2 separate regions of the Podarcis muralis genome follow, and region 1 is linked to region 2. A link is a contact called in public Hi-C data. All regions are on one chromosome and are shown on one strand. The core of a region is the stretch at or near the end of the contact, and the rest is flanking DNA. Distances in the headings are between cores, read along the strand shown. Region 1 holds the start of UQCRC2 (ubiquinol-cytochrome c reductase core protein 2). Region 2 holds the start of THUMPD1 (THUMP domain 1 NAT10 acetyltransferase adaptor).

What was found. A called contact is a pair of places that touch in the nucleus more often than the background predicts.
Region 1: a contact with region 2 is called in a Hi-C map of blood, with 5 times the contacts expected there. The contact joins the promoter of UQCRC2 here to the promoter of THUMPD1 in region 2. A contact is called at or near these places in 2 of 3 Hi-C or Micro-C datasets (blood and tail).

The regions. Positions count from the first base shown.
Region 1 is chr14:42,596,480-42,599,290 of rPodMur119.hap1.1, reverse strand. It overlaps UQCRC2 (ubiquinol-cytochrome c reductase core protein 2), which reads right to left and starts at 1,414. Exons shown (of 14, transcript XM_028705785.2): 1 at 1,238-1,414; 2 at 1. The coding sequence starts at 1,399.
Region 2 is chr14:42,256,026-42,258,725 of rPodMur119.hap1.1, reverse strand. It overlaps THUMPD1 (THUMP domain 1 NAT10 acetyltransferase adaptor), which reads left to right and starts at 1,305. Exons shown (of 4, transcript XM_028706147.2): 1 at 1,305-1,922. The coding sequence starts at 1,680.

The DNA.
Region 1 (2,811 bases), core at 165-2,664, 340 kb before region 2:
TCTAATAAGAGAGAACAAACAATGGTAAGCTAGATCCATACACATTTCAACCAATTAAATTTGAAAGATAAGCAATGTGGTGTAGTGGTTAGTGTGTTGGACTACGACCTACGAGACCAGGGTTCAAACTCATCCATGCTGTTCACTGGGTGACCTTGGGCCTAACACTGCTTCTCACCCTAAACTACCTCACAGGATTGTTGTGAGGATAAAACTGGGTAAGAGGAGAAATATGTATGGCTCCTTGAGTTCCCTGGAGAATATATGTACTACGTTATAAATAAATAACTGGCACAAAGTAAACATGCCAGGAACAAGAATGTCCATGTTCCAAGTCAATGGATATCAAGCAGACATTCACTAAAAACCATCGTTTAGACCACCGAGCCTCTTGGAATTGCGGGTCAGAAGGTCAGCAGTTCGAATCTGCACAATGGGGTGAGCTCCTATTGCTCTGACCCAGAAACCTGTCTGTGGACAAACGGCGGCTCCTTCGACCTGAAAAGTGAGATGAGCGGGGCAACCCATAGTCGCCTTTGACTGGACTTAACCGTCCAGGGATCCTTTACTTTTTTACCTTAGACAACCCTACCCTGATGCTTAGTCAGAAACGCTGGTGTGAATTTTAATCTGCTTTTAGCTTCTTGTTCTTGCAATTTCTCCTGAATTTTCTGGTTTCCTCTTTTTGTAAAGCACTTGGATGTGTTGCCGTTGTTTGCAATAAGCGATGCATAATTTTTTTTACGAAATAAATGAATAGCTTAGCCGTTCTCCCTAGAGACTAATTTGTGGCCTGGGGGTGTGTGTGTTTCCGTGCGGTGATTTCTTTCCTTCGTTTTCAACGGTCATTTCTCCCCCTGCCGGAGCGAACAGCATTCTGTCCTGCGTACGTCTAAAGGGGAAACGCCGACTGACAGCTTCCGATGGTGCTGGGGCTCCAGGGACAGGCCGACCTCGGGGCTCCTGTAGCGACCTTCAGCCTCCCGGCAGAAGAGGGGTCTGTCACCACCCTCTTCTCTCCCCAAAGCGGTTGCTGAGAAGGAGGAGCGGCGCCCGGAGATGGATGAGGCGCCGGCCTTCCCTTTCCCCTCCTTCCCCGGTCGAAGGCCCGAGTCAAGGTCGCTCCCGGGAAGCGGGCGCTGCGCTTCCTCCATCGGGCCTTCACCGGCCCAGGCGCCTCTCTCGCTCCGGGCTCCCGCCCCTTCACCGCCGCCGCCTCCAGGGCGCTGCTACTCACCGAGAGGCACCGCGCTGCCGCCGGAATGGGCTTCATGGTCTCCGACCGCCACAGAGCCCTCCGGAGCCTCCCCGGGGAAGAAATCCAAGATGGCCGCCCAGGAAGCGGAAGGCTCTTCCGGTCCACGCCGCACTGCCACTCTTTCCGCGCCGCCCGAACCATAGAGAAAGCGGAGCCTTTCTATAATCTCGCGTCTATGCGCCCAGCGCCTGCGACTAGGGAAACGCCCCCGCCCCGTAGAGGTAGGGGAACGTTGTTCCAGCATGGAAACTAGGAGAGGAAAGCGGCTAGAGCGTCGCAGGCCAGTCCATCAAGGGGATAATCGTTCACCGCTAAGAATCATCATACACGTCCGGTTCTCATTTGCAGTTGGTAGAATCCTGGATGGCAAAGGACGAAAACAGAACCTGAGGACTAAAAACTCTGCTGTGCGCAGTTAGCTCGCGGGCTGACCCTCCAGCCACCTAAGTTGTAACTCACGAGCGTTTCGCAAATTTGATTTTCTCTCTCCCCCCCCCCCTTGCATTTGAAGAAGAAAGGACATCTATCCTTAATTCTGATAAATCTTTACATTGCTTTAATTCTCGAGGATCGGGAGCGAAAGCTGCATGTTCTAAATAAAGCACGCTCTATTCATTTCTTTTGTTCTCTCTGTAAAGGTGATTTGCGGTACTACCATCCAGAAACTGCCACCCACTTGTCAAGGAACAACCAGGAGCACACATTTAAGCGCCTTTGCAGCCAGGTCTTGTACGTGCCCCACCTATGATGTCAGGTGTGAGGCAGGTGGGTGCAGTTTGGGGGAAGCAAGTTAAATCATGACCCTTGCAGGAGGAGTGGAGGTTCACCCCACGCATTTATAGCACATGACTTCACCCAAAGAATCCTGGGAACTGTGTTCTCCGCTTAAGGTAAAGGCCGACTCGGGTTGCGGTGCTCATCTCGCTTTACTGGCCGAGGGAGCCGGCATTTGTCCGCAGACAGCTTCCGGGTCATGTGGGCAGCATGACTAAGCCGCTCCTGGCGAACCAGAGTAGCGCACGGAAACGCCATTTACCTTCCTGCCGGAGCAGTCCCTATTTATCTATTTGCACTTTGACGTGCCTTTGAACTGCTAGGTTGGCAGAAGCAGGGACCGAGCAATGGGAGCTCACCCTGTTGCGGGGATTTGAACGACCGACCTTCTAACTGGCAAGCCCAATGCTCTGTGGTTTAGACAGCGCCACCTGCATCCCTTCAAATAACTATTTATTCAAATAAATAGTTATAAACTAAAAAACTCCATCGTGGGGATTTGAACCGCCGACCAGTACGTAAAGTTCCCAGGATTCTTTGGAGGGGGGGAAGCTTGGTAAGAGCACTTGTCCTGGAAGGGCTGAGAGTACCATAAGACAGTGGCTCTGAAGAAACCCAGGATGATCTACAAGTCACCCGTCAACAGAAGATTCACTCTTTCTCATGCACACTCTTGCACACAGTTTACCGGTATATTTCAAAATTCATTCCCTGCTTTTCTTTTCTTAAATAGTTTTTATTATTTTTTTCATTTTTATCTTCATCACAATACATTCCCT
Region 2 (2,700 bases), core at 56-2,555:
CTGCAGAACATAAAGCAAACACTATGATTGGGTTGGGGACCTGAGCGATTCAGTGCCTCCTCTTCTGTTTTCTCAAATACTAACTTCAGGTGATGGGAAGGCCTGGCTTTCTACTGGAAATGCGCCGAGAGAAGCAGAGAAGGACTGCCGGCAGTCTAGTTCATTTCTTAGTATTTTCCATGACCAGTACAGCATTCTTCTTGATTTCCCGGCTTCTCCTCTTATCAAAGTTCTGTTACAGGCTCCGTTCACCCTCTGCTTCCCCAGTGTGCATGCGCCCGCCCCGGGCACCGTCAGCCTGTGCTACACCACTGGTGGTTGGTGACTTTTAAGCCAGCAGCTTAAAAAGGAGGGCAGGTCACCGTTACCCTGACAGCTCACCCATCACCCTAGGCCAATTATTTATACCATGTACAGCAACACTAGTGTATATTGATTTTTTAAAAAGAAGTTCCCTGATATCAAAAGCCTACAATCTATAACTTTCAGTGGTCCCACTGATATTGCTGCTGCTGTTGCTGCTGCTGCTGCTGGGGGCAGCTTGGTTGGCACTGACCCAGAACAGGGCCTTCTTGGTGGTGGTTCTCCACTTGAGGAAAACCCTCCATGGTGAGGTGTGTCCCTCTTCCTCATCATTAATGTTCAGGAGGGATTAAAAAACATACCCGGTTTGCCCAAGCATTTGATGGCTGAAAGACACCATTCCAGGCAACCTTGAAACTACAGAATTAGCTATAGTTAGGATTGTGACTATGTTCACACACTTTTCATGTTTTAAAATACACTTTTTTATTTTAAATGTTTCCTTTTTTCCCTTTTGCTACTTTGTGGTTTGCTACCCTGGGCTCTTTTAGAAGGGCAGGCCAGAAATCCAATAAAGGAAATAAATATATCTGAAATCACCCATTTTATTAGAATGCCTGGGTCTCTGCAAAGTAGGCATTGCATGGTTTTGTCTCCTGAGGAAGGTTTATATGGCATATGCTGGTAGTTTAAATGGGAAATTTATTAGGCAGCTTTTTGGAAGCTGACACGGATAACTGAGAAATATAGCGGGGGGGGGGGAGGGCGCGTGTAGACTTTAGCTCCGTAACAGCTTTTCCAAAGTTGCTGCATCAGTCGGGTTTTAGGACCCGGCGGGAAACTACTTTGGGGCACAGCGCGGAACTGCGTGGCGCAGAAGAGTTTGCCTGTTGCCATGATGACGGGGAAAGCCTAAGGCCTGTACTTCCGGTAGGAAATGCACAGCCTAATGGAAAGCCACCGATTCCCGCATTTCGCTCCATTAGCACCTCTATCCTTTAACAAAAACAGAGAGTAAAAGGGAGACCCTCGAAGCTCTATGACTGCAGAGCGGCGCCTCTCTATCCCTTGGCGCCTCTATGATAGGAGTAGGCCCGATGCTGTCGGATTACCACCCCCATCATCCCTGGTGGCCAAGCCGATGGGGGAGTCTTAGTCCGGCAGCACTAGCAGAACCGCAGGTCCACGCACCCGGCTCCGTGGCAGAAAAATAAATAAAACAATAACAATTAAATATGCTAATATTTATTTCCTATCTCTATGGTGCTGCCCCCCGGCGCGTCCCGATGACGCCATCGAAAGGGGGCCGACACGCGCGCCGTTGCGGGACCAGCCGTTGACGCCGCCTCCGCGGTTCGCCTTTCCCGACGCCCGCGATGGCTGCCGTGGAGACGCCGCCCGCTGCCGCGCCAGGAGCTGCGCCGGCTGCCTCTCGCAAGCGGCGGCCCAAAGCGCAGTACGTGCACGCGGCCAAGCGGGCCCGGCCCGGCGGCTCCCGCCAGCTGGAGCCCGGCATGTGCGGCATCCTCATCACCTGCAACATGAACGAGCGCAAGTGCGTGGCCGAAGCCTACAGCCTGCTGGGCGAGTATGGCGAGCAGCTCTACGGGCCCGAGCAGGTAGGGAGAGGACTTTTGGGTTTAGACTAGAGGAAAGGGGAGCAAGACGCGGCACGATTGGAGCCTATAAAATTAGATATCGCTTGGGAAAGTGGGGGAAAAGAAGAACCGTCGGAATCGTAATATCCTTATGCAAATCTGTGGTGCAGCTGCTTTTGGAATAGAACGAATTAAGTACTTAACCCGAGGTACCGCTGTACTGTGTCTTCTCCCCTCGAAACGGATATTGCTGGGGAAGCTTTAGAAAAGGGCGACCAAAAAGGATCAAGGGAATGAAGCAACGCCCCCGTGAGGAGAGGTTGCAACGTTTGGGATTTTTTAGTTTAAGAGAAACGGCAAATAAGATGATAGAAATTCATACAGCTCTGCGTGGTAAAGACAAAATGGCTAGAGGAAACTTTCCCTTACTTAACACCATTAGAAATTGTGGAGACCCGAGTTTAATTGTTTTAACACAGCGGTATTAATTGGTTTTTTTAACACGGCTGTGTTGATTTTTTTTTTTTTTAAAAGAGACCTATCGAATTTGTATAAGAATTTAAGCTTGTACCCAGCTCTAAAGAGGCTTTCCTCACATTTTGAGTTGATACGGAAGGAACAGGGGGGGGGGTACCCATCCTTCCCTACCGCTCCCTGAAGGGGTCCGAGGCGATGGCCCCTGCAGTGCCCAGCCGGCCTTGAACCCTCAGCCCCCGCACCATTGCATAGGCACCACACTGTACCCCTGCCTTGTAAATAAAAGGCTCTCTTTCCTGTCTTCACGCGGGCGGAATAAGCC